2 separate regions of the Mus musculus genome follow, and region 1 is linked to region 2. The links are chromatin contacts, called in public Hi-C maps. All regions are on one chromosome and are shown on one strand. Each heading gives the region's core, a stretch centred on a gene start, on an enhancer-like site or on the middle of the called end of the contact. The rest is flanking DNA. Distances are from core to core; before and after follow the strand shown. Region 1 overlaps Plxna4 (plexin A4). Region 2 overlaps Gm13846 (a long non-coding RNA gene).

Region 1 (6,424 bases), core at 1,991-4,490, 780 kb after region 2:
TGCATGAATGGGTCTCATGGCTCTCTGAAGAGTGAACTCACTATCCTCCAGACACTGCCACAGCCTCTTCTCAAGGCCCCTGAGACCCTCCCCACTTGAACCTCTCCTCCTCACCAAGTCTAAAGCGGGGCGGGCACCCAGTCTCCCTTTTCAGAGGCTGCACCAACCATTCAGGCGGGATCAATCCTTGTTCTGCTTCTCGCTGGTGCTGAGATAATAAGGGGAAAGTGTTCTCTCCTCCTTCCAAAGTGCAGACCAATTAGCATTTTTTAAATTACCATTGGAGAAATACACCTAATTAGCCACTTTAAAGGAAAGCTTTAAAATAATAAAAAAAAAGAAGTCATAAATTCCTAACTGGCCACAGCTTCGAGACACTTTTAAAGCTAATTGTGTGTTTCTGGAACTAACAGGGGAATTGCTAAAAGTTAGAAACAGATTTTATGACCTGGGTGGGAAGGGAAGGGAATGACTGGGTGACCTCCACAGGCTAGAGGAGGGTTAATGTCTAGGTGCTGGATCTGCACCCCTCCTGGCTGCTGCTGCTGCTGATCTTGCTGCTCATGTTCCTCCTGCTCCTGCTCCTGCTCCTGCTCCTGCTCCTGCTCCTGCTCCTGCTCCTGCTCCTGCTCCTGCTCCTGCTCCTGCTCCTGCTCCTGCTCCTGCTCCTGCTCCTGCTCCTGCTCCTGCTCCTGCTCCTGCTCCTGCTCCTGCTCCTGCTCCTGCTGCTCCTCCTGCTCCTCCTCCTCCTGCTCCTCCTCCTGCTCCTGCTCCTCCTCCTGCTCCTGCTCCTGCTCCTGCTCCTGCTCCTCTGCCTCCTCCTCCTCTTCCTCCTCCTCCTCCTCTTCCTCTTCCACCACCTTACCCTGTCTGCCTGCCTCCTTCCACCACCACCCTCAATTCTGCCCTGATCAGAGGACCTGACTTTAAGCTGACCACGTGAGTAAGAGCAAGGCAGGTGAGCAGACTCATGGCCAAACAATAGCATGAAGAAGAGGGCAGAGAGCAGGGGGCTTGGAGTGCAAAGAAGAAAGAATTTGAGGGCCCAGAACAGAGCCCCAGCCAACTTCCAGAAGCCTGGTTCTCATTTGTGGGCTTCATTAAACTTTACCTCAGTGCAATGGGGGTCTGAGTCTGAACCTGGGGACTCACTCAACCCATTTCTAACTGGAGACAGACGGGGCTTCTGCGGCCCTCAGGCTTCCTGCCCATGCTCCCTGCCCTGACACTGAAGAAACACTTTATAAAGTGCAGGCATGAGGCTCCAGGCTCCCTCATTTGGAAGGCAGGCAGCATCTCACAGCTTTGGTTCCTCTTGGTCTTGACCTTCCCACTGCTGAGATTCCCCCTCCCCCAGCTTTATTTTCTTCTGGGGGAAAGGACCAAGCAGGTTTCCCTACAGGGAGGTCATAGCACATATGGAGGCATGTCAAAGAGATGCCTGGAGAACTGCAGATGCCCCTGTCACCCTGAAGATCTCACCACTGTTGTTCATCAGCCCTTCCATAGTTCACAGTGGTACTCCAGAAGGGTTGTCATGGCAGAGGGAGTAGGGGCCCCTGCCACACATTCCTTAGGCTGGGTTGCTGAAATCATCTTCCTGGTTCACTAAGAGTCTTCTTTCTACATGTTAAATGAGACTATAAAGAAATCACATCAGCTCATGGCTCTAGCTGCATATGTAGCAGAGGATGGCCTAGTCAGTCATCAATGTGAGGAGAGGCCCTTTGTCCTGTGAAGGATATATGCCCCAGTATAGGGGAATGCCAGGGCCAGGAAGTAGGAGTGGGTGGGTTGGTGAGCAGGGGGAGGGGGAAGGGATGGGGGCTTTTGGAGGGGAAACTAGGAAAGGAAATAACATTTGAAATGTAAATAAAGAAATATCTAATAAAAAAAAGAAATCACATCAATTCTGGGAAAGCCCAGAGTATGTATCTCCAATGGTGGCAGTAGAAGACCCCACCCAAAGTCGAAAAATGTGAGGCACAACAGCATTTTAACCTTCATAATGGTTTATAAAGCTTTCCAAAGCTCTCCCTCTCCAGCAAATGTGCTTGTCTTCTCATTAGGAAGAATTTGAATTTAATTTTCCTCTAAGGGAAAGATAGTAATAATGAAAAATAAGTTCAGAAATGCTGGCCCTGAGACAAGGTCCCTCAGCTTACAATTTAGGCCATACAACCAGGAATGGACTGACTTCTATGGATTCACTGGAGACCAAACACAGCAGATAAAACAAGAAATGGTCATAGGAGAGGCTCTGCTCCCAACCCATCTAGAGATGTCCTCTGAGGGCATTCACAAGCTTTCTAGGTGGTAGAAGGTTAAGGATCCTCCTGAGTGATTGTGGGAGATACTGCAATATTGTACATTCTCTCAGGTCAGACAGAAGAGATTCTGCAAACCAAAAGACCTCAGGGGTATCTGCCCACCTCATCCCAGCCTCAAAGCACTGAAAGAAACAGAGTAGTGAATTCTCCAGGCAGCAGCGCTGAGCAAAAGGTTGAGAGGATCCCAGGCTTCCAAAGAAGCCACGACAGAGTGCATGTTCCAGGCAGAGGGCACCTTTGGCTCCCCAGTGCTGCTATCCCTCGTATCCCCCTCTAACTCCACAGGATAGAGGCCTGTAAGGAGTACTAGCTACACCAAATGGACAGCTATTGCTGTCCTATCACACTCAGAAATAACAAGTCCTTATCACCCCGTCAAAAATATGCCACCCTCCACCCCCCAAAGTCAACAAGTCTGGACAACCTTCTTCTCTTAAATGGTGAAGCTGCTGGCCTGGCAAGTCTCAGCTAAAGAACTTTGAGTCAGACACACCTTGTTTTGAAGGCTGGCCCCAGGACTGTTTGAGTATCCTGAGGAACCTGGAGATTGAGATTGCTGGTTCTGAGATTGCTGTCCTTATAGTAAGGGTGTGCCAGTGAACACTAATTTGGATCACTTTCCTGGGGCTCAGAAACAAAGTCGGCAGCTTTCTTGTGCACCCCAGGTTATCCTCCAGGGACCCTGTATCATACCGCTTGGGCTCCAGTTAGCAAGTCCCCAAGATCTTTCCACAAGTTCACCCTCCCTGGCTTTCTGGGGGTTATAGATGGCTCAAGAGTTGCACATTTTTATCCTATCAAGAAAGCATAAACAATTCAATGCCAGGAGGAAAAGGCCTTGTTCCCTCTTGGCCCCTGGCAGAATCCTTTGGGAGGCTTATCCACGTCACTAAGGCAGCAGGGAAAGGGAAAACAGCCAGGTCTCTGGAACCAGGGAACAGGAGGGAGACACGCTCTAAACGATTGAGGCAGCACCCCCATGGGTGCATTCTCCACCACCACTCAGCTGCTCATGCGGCCTGGGTACCAAGAGTCCCCTCATGTTCACCCCAGTATCTCCACTACAAGATCCTGCCTCCTCCCCCAGACACCCTGGCTCTGGCCAGCAGCCAGGTCCTCGCCCACCTCCCACTTCATTCCCTGTCTGCAATTGTTTCCAATCAGTTTAGGAAACAGCTCTGAGAACAATTAGAAAAAATAACAAGGAAGAATTACATAATTACAGTCCGCCTAGATCTCAGGCACTTCAAAATTAAAAAAAAAAGAAAAGAAAAGAAAGAAAGAAAAGAAAAAGAAAAAATAAAGGCTGTGCTGAGTCCAAACAGGGAATGGTGTATGGGAGGGATACATCTATGGGTGTGGGGAAAAGGTTGGTCCTTACATCCTTACAGCATTAGAGTTGAGAAGGCTGGGAGGGTAGAGGGAGGAAGAGGACAAGTACCCGTGTCTACCTGTTGGTCAGACAGTTGGCCAGTGTTGTCCAGGCTCAAAGAATGACTCCAATCATCACACTACACAATCTATAGAGCAGTCTTCTAGAGCAGACAGCCGCATGTACCTTTAAGAAGACAGGACCAGAGATCCTACAGTCCAAACTTCTCATTTCCATGATACGAACAAAGATAAGGAAAAACAATAATCTTGCCCAGATCACAGACAACACAAGGCTCCAAAGTCTACACAATGCCTTGTCCACTCACAAGCTCTTAAACATGTGCCCCAGATAGTAGATACCCACTGCAAAAGGAGGGAGGTCCTTGCCTCTTGATGGGAACAAAGAGACATATTGTGAAAGTAGGCTGTGTAGGTGCAGTGGTGTTGCTCAGTTGCTTGCCTTGCATGCACAAAGTCTGAGCCCTAGTGCCACACAAAATTGCATGGTGGTACACACCTGTAACCAGCCCTGGGAGATAGAGACAGCAGGATTAGAAATTCAAGGTCAACCTTGGATATATATGGAGTTTGAGGCCAGCCTTGGTCTATAAATGAATGTGCAGCTGTGTTTCAAGGAAACTTCTTTGTGGACACTAAGATACTTCATATGCCATAATGTTTCCTCCCTCCCTCCCTCCCTCCCTCCAGTTTTCTTTCTTTCTTTTACCCTTCAGAAATGTAGACACAACTCACTCTTCAATCATGGGCTGTGTACAAGTAAGTTGTTGGCACTCTTTTAGAAGAGTCTTGATAGTCTTTGCTAAGTCATATTGGTTTATTCAGTCAGGTTGTTATAAGCCATTCTGTAGCATTTTTTTTTTTAGATCTGTCATTGCTATCAGTAAACACTCAATTCCCAGCAGCAGACAGGGCAGAAGAGGAAGGGGGTTCCAGATGGCCAAGTAATGGTCCCCCAGAATTAAATGGAAGAAGGACCCTGTCTTAGCACAGCTCTCTCAAGGTAGAAGGTCTGTCTTCCAATGTAGCACAATCAACCTTTCTCTTGCTTCTACTGCCTCTCCTCTTACAAATGGGTCGTATTGAAGCACCTTCTTTTATTGAAAACAAAGAATGAGTAAAAGACCCACTACAGACGGCATTATTCCGAGTAAAAATTCATATCAAGGTATCAGACACCGGCTAAAAGCATCCAGGTACCCATGGTGTTAGTACCTTGAGGATAAGGGCACATGGGAGAGACTCAGTCAAGGTCAGATGAATGAGAGAGCTAATGAGTGGACGTTCAAGATGGACATGGTTGGCCGTCTAATGAAGACTAGATCTGATGTCAGTTGAAAGGATAGAGAATTGGTGTTAAGCTGAGGAAAGGCACCCCAACTGTGGGAACAACTGAGCTAAACCTATGAGATTCAGGCATGTACAGGAGGAGTGCAGGAAGAAAGGAGAGAAGGGTGTAAGTAACCAGGGTCCTGGGCATGAGGGAATCTAAACACTCAGAACTCTGCACTAAGTCTCAAGTGCAGCTTGGACATTAAGAAATCAACTACTAACCGTCTATGGTCAAGCTGCCTTCAGTTCACTGGGGTCAAGAATATCAGACAAAGAATGTTTAACCCATTGAAGGTAAGGAGTTGGAACCTTCTCTCCAGAGCGGTTAGGTGGCCATAAGATTAGAAAAAAATATATATATAATGACTGGGAACCTATGGTCTGTAGAAAGCAAGAAGTCCATTTAAAGAACTCTAGATGAGGACAGACACAGCAGGCTGGGGCTACAATGAGAAGGAACAAGAAGTGGTCCTGGACTCCTAGAATTCGGTGGGACTTGCAAAGTGATTAGTATTTATGAGTCAAGCCTGGGATTAGCTAAACTGGGCTCAAATCCAACAGCAGCAACAGCTCTCAATGGTTGATTGTCTCCCAGTGCTCCTGTCTGCAAAATGAAGGTTAAAAAGAAATAGAGTCATAGCTACATGGGATCATCACAGCCTTTAGATCAGGTTACACATGGGAAGTGCTGGCCACAACACCAAGCATAGAGCAAAGGAACTGGAGACATCGGCTGTCACTGTTTGCTCTACATCAGAATGGCTTTCCATGCCTAGAGAAGAGACTGTCTGAGTGAATGTGATATATCTACATATTAGTATATGACCAGGATCAGTTTCTATCAATTAGTTGGGGGACCTTTGGGGCCAGAGCAGGTTTTCTGCAGCAGGGATGGAAAGACAGAACATAATCCCTCCCACCCTGTTTGTTTCTCACTTCCCAGTCTTGGGTGGAAGAGCCAATACACACGCACCTTCTCAGTCCCTCCTCATTAGTGGTTGGTGACCAGAGATCAGAAAAACACTCACAGCCCTCACTTTGCAAAGGTAAGAGAAGAAAATTGCCTGACTCTGTAGGCAAATGCCTTTTCCTTCCAACACAGGGATGTTGCACAGAAACTTGAACACTTCTGACCACAGGAGAATCTAGATTCTAATACTTGTTTTAAAAAGCCTCAGTCTCAACATTCAACGATCAAATACTTGTTAGGCCTCTGACCTGCAGGGTAGAGAGTTCAGTATCGTAGCACAAAGGGCACGAGCTTTGAATGCAGCAAGATGAGTGCTGGGCTTGGCCTTGCCATTCACTGGTCAACCACGTGACAACATAACCAAGAGCTAATGAGGGTATATGAAATAACATGTGTTCAA
Region 2 (6,603 bases), core at 1,587-4,086:
GAGGCACATGGTGGTATCCATCTGTAACTTCAGCACCCAGAAGTGGAGGTCCATCCTTGGCTAGGTTTGCAATAGCTCAGTTGGTAAACTGTGCATCCTGCATGCAAGACCTGCTTTCCACCCTGAGAACCTACATCTAAAATCAGGGTGTGATAGTGTGCCCTTGAAGTCCTATTGTGGAAGAGGAAGAGTTAAGCTGATTTCTGATTCCTAGGGCTCACTGACCTAACCACACAAGAGACTGCTGACTAGTTTGGTATTTTGGGGGTGGGGTGGGCGGGTGGGTTGTTTGCTTGTTTGTTTAGAGCTACAGAGCTTTGAACTCACAGAGATCCATCTGCCTTTGTCTCCCAAGTGCTGGGATTAAAGGGATGCACTCCCATGCCCCTTCTTAATTTTTGCGTCAATTTGACATAAGGAAGGGTTATCTGGGAAGAAGGAATTTTAATGGAGAAAGCACCACCAAAGGAGTTTTCTGTAGGTAAGTCTGTGAAGGGCGTTTTCTTGATTGATGATTGACATGGGAGGGCCCAGCCCATTGTGTGTGGGGGTCCTGGGCTGGGGGGAATCCTGGGATATAGAAGAAAATCAAGTGAGCAAGTCAGGAGGAGCAAGCCAGTAAGCAGCACACCTCCATGGCCTCTGCTTCAGTTCCTGCCTCCATTTCCCTACCCTGTTTGAATTCCTGTCCTGACTTCCTTCAGTGATGGACTGTTACCTGGAAGTACACGATGAAATAAATCCTTTCCTTCCCAAGTTGCTTTTGGTCATGGTGTTTTATCACAGCAATGGGAGTCCTAAGATCCTGTTTTGTTTGTTTGTTTGTTTGTTTTAAATAAACCTTTCCAAACCAAGATGAATGGTACCCGAGGAATACCATTCAAGACTAACTTCTGGCCTCCACACCCATGCGCATGTACCAATACATTCATCAATGACTCTACAGCAAGTTCAATGCTAACCTAGGCTGCATGAAACTGTTTATTAAAACAAAACAAAGAAAAAATTTGAAGAGACAGATATATTCTGGGCAGGGTTTCCTCCCCACAGCCACTCAGCATTTAGTTGAGAAACTAGGCTGGTATCATTTTCTTGCATTTGGCAAAAATCACATGAGGAGCAACCTGAAAGTATACGTTGTCAGTCCGGACCATCCTCCTTTATCAAAGCTACTGCGTTTGTCTTCTTTCTACACCCAGGACACTTTGGAGGCAGATCGCTTGCTTATTGGTACCTCTCTTCCCCTTTTCAAAAATCCTTGGAGAATTTTCTCGCCCAGTTTTTCTTCCTCAGCACCTGGCCACATTTCCTGCACACAACAGCCAGTCAATAAATATCTGTTGTGGCTGATGATGATCAAGAGTGAAATTGAGGAAGCCTTTCATGTGTTGATAATGGCGGTGCTGTGCATCGGATCGGGCGCGAGGGGCTGCCGGAAGCATCGATGATTGTTGTCGCAGTCTCGTCTCCCCGCGCCGACTTAGCAAGCCTCTGATTGAACGATGATAAGGGTATCATTTTGCTGCATTAGGAGGAAAAGGTATATGGAGATTTGATGTGAGTAGTGTTTCATAACTTTCTCTGGATAAAAATAGGGGCATTTGTCTTCTTTCATCTAAGGCTGAATCATTTCTGAAATGGAGCCTTAAATTCTGAGGTGCAGAACATTTCCAGCTAAGCATCCTTGAGAGAGCTCGCTTGCTTCATGGTTTGTTTTTTTCCCTGGCCAAATGGGGAGTAAGATTGCAGAAACCTGTTACCTCCTGATAATTGGAGCTCTGAATGGGCGTGTGCCCACAGAGAGTGGCAGTCACTCCCGGGAGGCTCCTCGCCCTAGGCTGGCTTTGTTTCACCCTAGAGCTGTGACTCAGGGGGACCACAAGGTGTTTTTAGAAAGAGAAATGAAGGGGTATCCTGCATACTGACATTTGTGGGGTACCCATTATTGTGCCAGGCACCGTGCAGAGGACAGAGACCTATCCCTTTTCCAGGGAATTGGGGTGGGTTTTGTGTGTGTGTGTGTGTGTGTGTGTGTGTGTGTGTGTGTGTGTGTGTGAGAGAGAGAGAGAGAGAGAGAGAGAGAGAGAGAGAGAGAGAGAGAGAGACTGCCTCACCCAATCCCTAATAGACGCTAGGAGTTCAGCTCATAAGGGTGGTTAGTGCAGGGTTGCTGATGAGGTTTGGGTAAAGAAAGGCTGGAGGCAGGCATAAATGGTCTTGGTGATGCAATTACTTTTTTTTTGTATTTATTTTTAGCCTATGTACAAAATGTTTTACCTGCACATATATGTATGGATACCACATATGGTGTCCTCAGAGGTCAGAAGTTAGCAGCGAATCCTCAGAATCTGGACTTATAGATGCTTGTGAGCTGCTGGGTGGGTGCTGAGACTCAAACGTGGGTCTTCTACAAGAGCAGCCAGGGCTCTTAACCACCGAGTCACCTCTTCAGCCTCTCCACCTTAATTTTTTGAGACCGTGTTCCTTGCTGAATTTGGAGCTAGACTGACCAGTGAGTCCCTGAGATCCTCTTGGCTTTGCCTCCCTGGTGCTGAGATTACAGACCCACGGCTGCCGTGCCCAGCTTTTTACATGGTATGCCCGGTGTGCAATTAAGGTCCTCATGAGTACCTGACAAGCACTTTACTGACTGAGCTTTCACCGTATCCCCAAATACCTCAATATGTGAAGGGGATGGCTTCAATCCATACCAACGGGAGATGTAGGTTTTTATTAGGGTGATAAAAACTAAGAAAAAAGTCAAGGGTTCCAATTACCTTAGAAGGTCAGAAGGGCTACTGTCTGTCATGTGGTCAATTACCCCAGGATTGTCCTCTGAGAGGGTTAGCCACGCCCCTCCATGGCTGCATCTCAGTCCATCTGCATACACTCTTTCTTCACGCCAGTGGTGCCTCCCGCCACCTCCTCTGCTCTCTTGCTCCATGCTTTGTGAGAAAAGGGACAGAATATAGTATGGTAGAAGGTCCTGGGGGTGGGGATGGGGGTGGGGGAGAGGAGTCCACAGTAGTCCTTTGGCTGTTAGAACCAAGACTGGCTACATTGTTTCATTGAGACAGTGTCACCTGGCAAAAGGATCCTGGTTTATCCTTAAGGTTGGGGTGAAGGTGAGAAATAAAGTAGGTAAAGACAGTAGCCACAGACAGCCTTCCCTCCCCTCTTCTGGGAAAACCAGCTCACGGTTGGCCCATAAGTCTTGCCACTCCCCAAAGAAGCCTCTTGCTAGATCCCCTAGGCCATGGTCACCCAATGATTCGGGTTCAGCAAACAGCTTCCTCTGGTGTCATGTCTTCCCTAATGGAATGACTGCTTACCATACCCAGTTAGAGGAGAAGTGCTCTGCAGATCGAAGCTGGCTGAGTCAGGCCCAGAAAGGAAGGAAAGAGATCACCCCAGTAGGGAGATTGGCTTAGGGAGGCTTGAGAAGGGTCATGGCGCAGGCGGAGGGTCTGTTAGTGTGTGAGGCAGAGGACTAGTCACATGTAGTAGCTGGATACTAAGTCTGGCAGTCTGTAAATGGTAGTGTCAGAAAAGCGGTGGCCTGGTCTGCAGAAAGTGAGGGGAGCAGGGACGAAATGGGCAGAGCAGGTCCCCCTGCCACCATCTCCTAGCCCTGAAGGTGGGATCCTGTGGGAAAAGCCTCAGAGACTGAAAGAACTAGGTCGGTATCTCCGTTAGGGTTAAGCAGGGACATAGTTGCAGTGCTAAAGTCTCTCCACCAGAGGGCGAGAAAGCCCCACATATGAGACCTAAAGGACAGTGGTTGCAGATCAGAATTAGGTCTGCATGGGGAGAGCGTTAGACTGAAGAATTAGGCCTGCCTATAATCATTCTCACCGAGAAAGAGTAGGCAAACGTTTCCCAGCATCTAAAGCCACATGGAACAGAGCATAACTTGTGGGCGTGCTTGCCCTGGTGGGGTGACACTATAAGGTACCCACCCCTCCACCCCACCCGGCTGACACAGGAAAGATCTCATTTGGATCATGTCAGTTCTCCACTTCTCTGATTCATTGTTCAAAATGGGGGGTTAACTCCAATTTTATCTGAGAGGACACTGGCCCGTGAGAGCATCACTGGAGGTGTCAGGGCCACACCTTCTGCTCTGAGGACCCTGGAGACGGATCACCACTGCTCATGGGCCTGGCTGAGGGGCCTGCCTTTGTTCAGTTGTAGGCAGGACAGTCTCAGAATCAGACTGAAGCCAGGGCAGCTGCACAACACGTTGACCCTAGGGTTCATCATCCTTGATATGAATATTAAAGACCAGCTCTTAACTAAGGTCCATCATCAGGGATGATGTCAGCGCACCAACATTCTCTTGAGAGTGAAGGCAGCAGAGTTCAGCAATGGCAGTGGTGGGGGCTCGCCCTCTCTCTGTCCCTTGAGCCTGAGCACTGGTTTGAATCATGGAGGGAAGGGAGTCCTTGTGAGTAATGAAGGGAGATGGGAGAGGCCGTGAGATCACACAGTCTTTTTTTTGTAACATCACATTTTTTATTGATTACTTGAGAATTTCATATACTGTACCCCAATCTCACTAGGCCTCCCAGATCCAGCCCTCAACTCTTGTGACCTTATCCCAGAAAAAAGAAGAGAACAAGAGGAGGAGGAGGAAGAGGAGGAGGAGGAGGAGGAAGAGGAGGAAGAAGAAGAGGAGGAGGAGGAAGAGGAAGGGGAGGAAGAGGAGGAAGAGGAGGAAGAAAAGGAGGAGGAAGAGGAGGAAGATGATGAGGAAGATGAGGAGGAGGAAGAGGAGGAGGTGGAAGAGGAAGAGGAAGAGGAGGAAGAGGAAAACCAAGGACATTGTGTATTGCCCACATACTCACTAGAGCATGGTCAAACTCCCAGTGGCCAACCTCTGAAAGAAAACTGTTTCCCCACCCCCACCCCCATCAAAAGCCATCAGCTGTGAAGAGTTATACTTCAGCATCTCCATCAGAATTCTAAGAGTTCTTTTCAATGGCTTCCTGTCTAGAGTGTTTCTTTTTTGGGAGGGGGTAGGCGTGAGGGTTGGGGTGGGAGAGGTTGTCACAGAGGACATCTATGTCTCTCAGTCTCAGCTGTGAGTCTGCAGTCATCACGCCCACTGCAGAAGAGGCTTCCTTGTCCTTCACAGTCGGGACATGGGTCATGGATCCCCACATACTTTCTGGGGACACACAGACCCACGGACATCAGCACAGACCTCAGCTGTAGCACAAATTACAGACGCCATCGTGGTCCTCTGCGGCAGCACAGGTCACAGGTATCAACATGGCCTTTAGTGGCAGCATGGGGCATAGACACCAACATGGTCTCCAGTGGTAGCACAGCCTATGGGCATCAGCATGGCCCTTGGCATGGACCACGGACACTATCATGGATTCAGGTGGCAGCACATTTATACAGATCTGTATAAATATTTTCCTCTCTGGGCATTAAGAAGCAATCCAGAGGAAGAACAAGTCAGACACTTGTCTCCTCTTCCATGATCTGTGGGACAGTAAACCATGCCAGGAAGCTTGGTGGGTAGAGCGGGTTGAGACCCCGGAAACTCACACCTGAGATAGAAGGTGCCTCCCTGCTCCCTGCTAGATACCTGGTCTGGAAGACCTGCCACACTTCCCACATAAGGAAATGTGACCTGTGGTGACGTTCACCTAGAACAGAGTTCTCCATGCTAAAGAAGTACCTAGAGGCACTGAGAGTTTAGCCAATAAGCTCCCCTTCCCAGACATTCCTCCCTGCAAATGGTATTTAATCTCGGGTTCATCCACCCTGAGAAGAAGATATGAATATTTTCCAGGATGAACAATCAATAAATAGTTTGGAACCTAGGACTGTCTCTTTCATCTACCACCGTCATGGGGAGCACGGAGCAGGTCTTCGCCTACAGAGCCACACAGCCTAAGTCTCCCATAGGAGGGCCCTCTGGGCCCTCAGACAACTGCTGCTACCTTCGCCAATGAGCAAAGCTGGAGCGCCCAGCCCCAGGCCTGGTCGACATGCCATTCTCAGCCTGTCAGCCCCCAGTGGTTTTAGCCTTGCTGTGGCCCGTGGACCCCTGACACCTTGTTCCCGACTCCTCTGTGTGGTTCTCTAGCAGCGACTAGATGCTCAGAAGTTAGGGAACACCAGCTTCGGCTTGCTCACATCTCGGACTGTTTTCCCACCCCCAGAGCGGTGTCTCTGTGCTTCCCTGAAGCCCAGCACCTACCAGGCAGCAGCGTGGGTGGGATAAGCGTAGTCAAGCTCCCTGCGTTTCTCTTCCCAAGCGGCCGTGCCCTGCCACGGGGTGGGATGCGGACCCACAATGGTCCAGGAAAGAGGATGCATTTTGTTATTGCACGTGGCTGACTCAGACACAGGGAGGAGAGATGGGTCTGTTCGATTGGTTTAGTCTTGCCACAGTCTAGGGAGGGACTCTAGAGGAAGAAGACCCGTTGTAGCTAAAGCAGTGCAGGAGAAAATCAGACCACATCAAATGGCATGGAAGGCTGAAGAAGCTGTCCAGGACAGAATCTGCCTCTGAGAGAAAGAAACGGAAGAGGGTGAGTTTTTTAGTGAAAGAGGTGATCTAGGTTATGGTGGGCTTGGGGCAGC

The links. A called contact is a pair of places that touch in the nucleus more often than the background predicts.
Region 1: a contact with region 2 is called in a Hi-C map of cortical neurons. The contact joins two enhancer-like sites. A contact is called at or near these places in 2 of 484 Hi-C or Micro-C datasets (cerebral cortex and cortical neurons) and 1 of 115 datasets of contacts at active chromatin or transcription factors (astrocytes).

Annotation. Positions count from the first base shown.
Region 1 is chr6:32,434,026-32,440,449 of GRCm38.p6, forward strand. All of the region lies in intron 3 of Plxna4 (plexin A4), which reads right to left. Among named protein-coding and RNA genes, the nearest start is that of Plxna4os1, 74 kb to the right of the region's middle. Within about 2 kb of position 3,241, at least 12 of the 459 cell types and tissues checked have an H3K27ac peak or open chromatin away from gene starts, as enhancers often do. A contact at or near this core is called in cortical neurons, where this site is marked.
Region 2 is chr6:31,657,210-31,663,812 of GRCm38.p6, forward strand. The region is part of intron 1 of Gm13846 (a long non-coding RNA gene); the gene reads left to right. Gm13848 (predicted gene 13848) reads right to left here. Exons shown (of 3, transcript NR_152155.1): 3 at 5,011-6,528. Among named protein-coding and RNA genes, the nearest start is that of Gm13848, 5.6 kb to the right of the region's middle. Within about 2 kb of position 2,837, at least 22 of the 459 cell types and tissues checked have an H3K27ac peak or open chromatin away from gene starts, as enhancers often do. A contact at or near this core is called in cortical neurons, where this site is marked.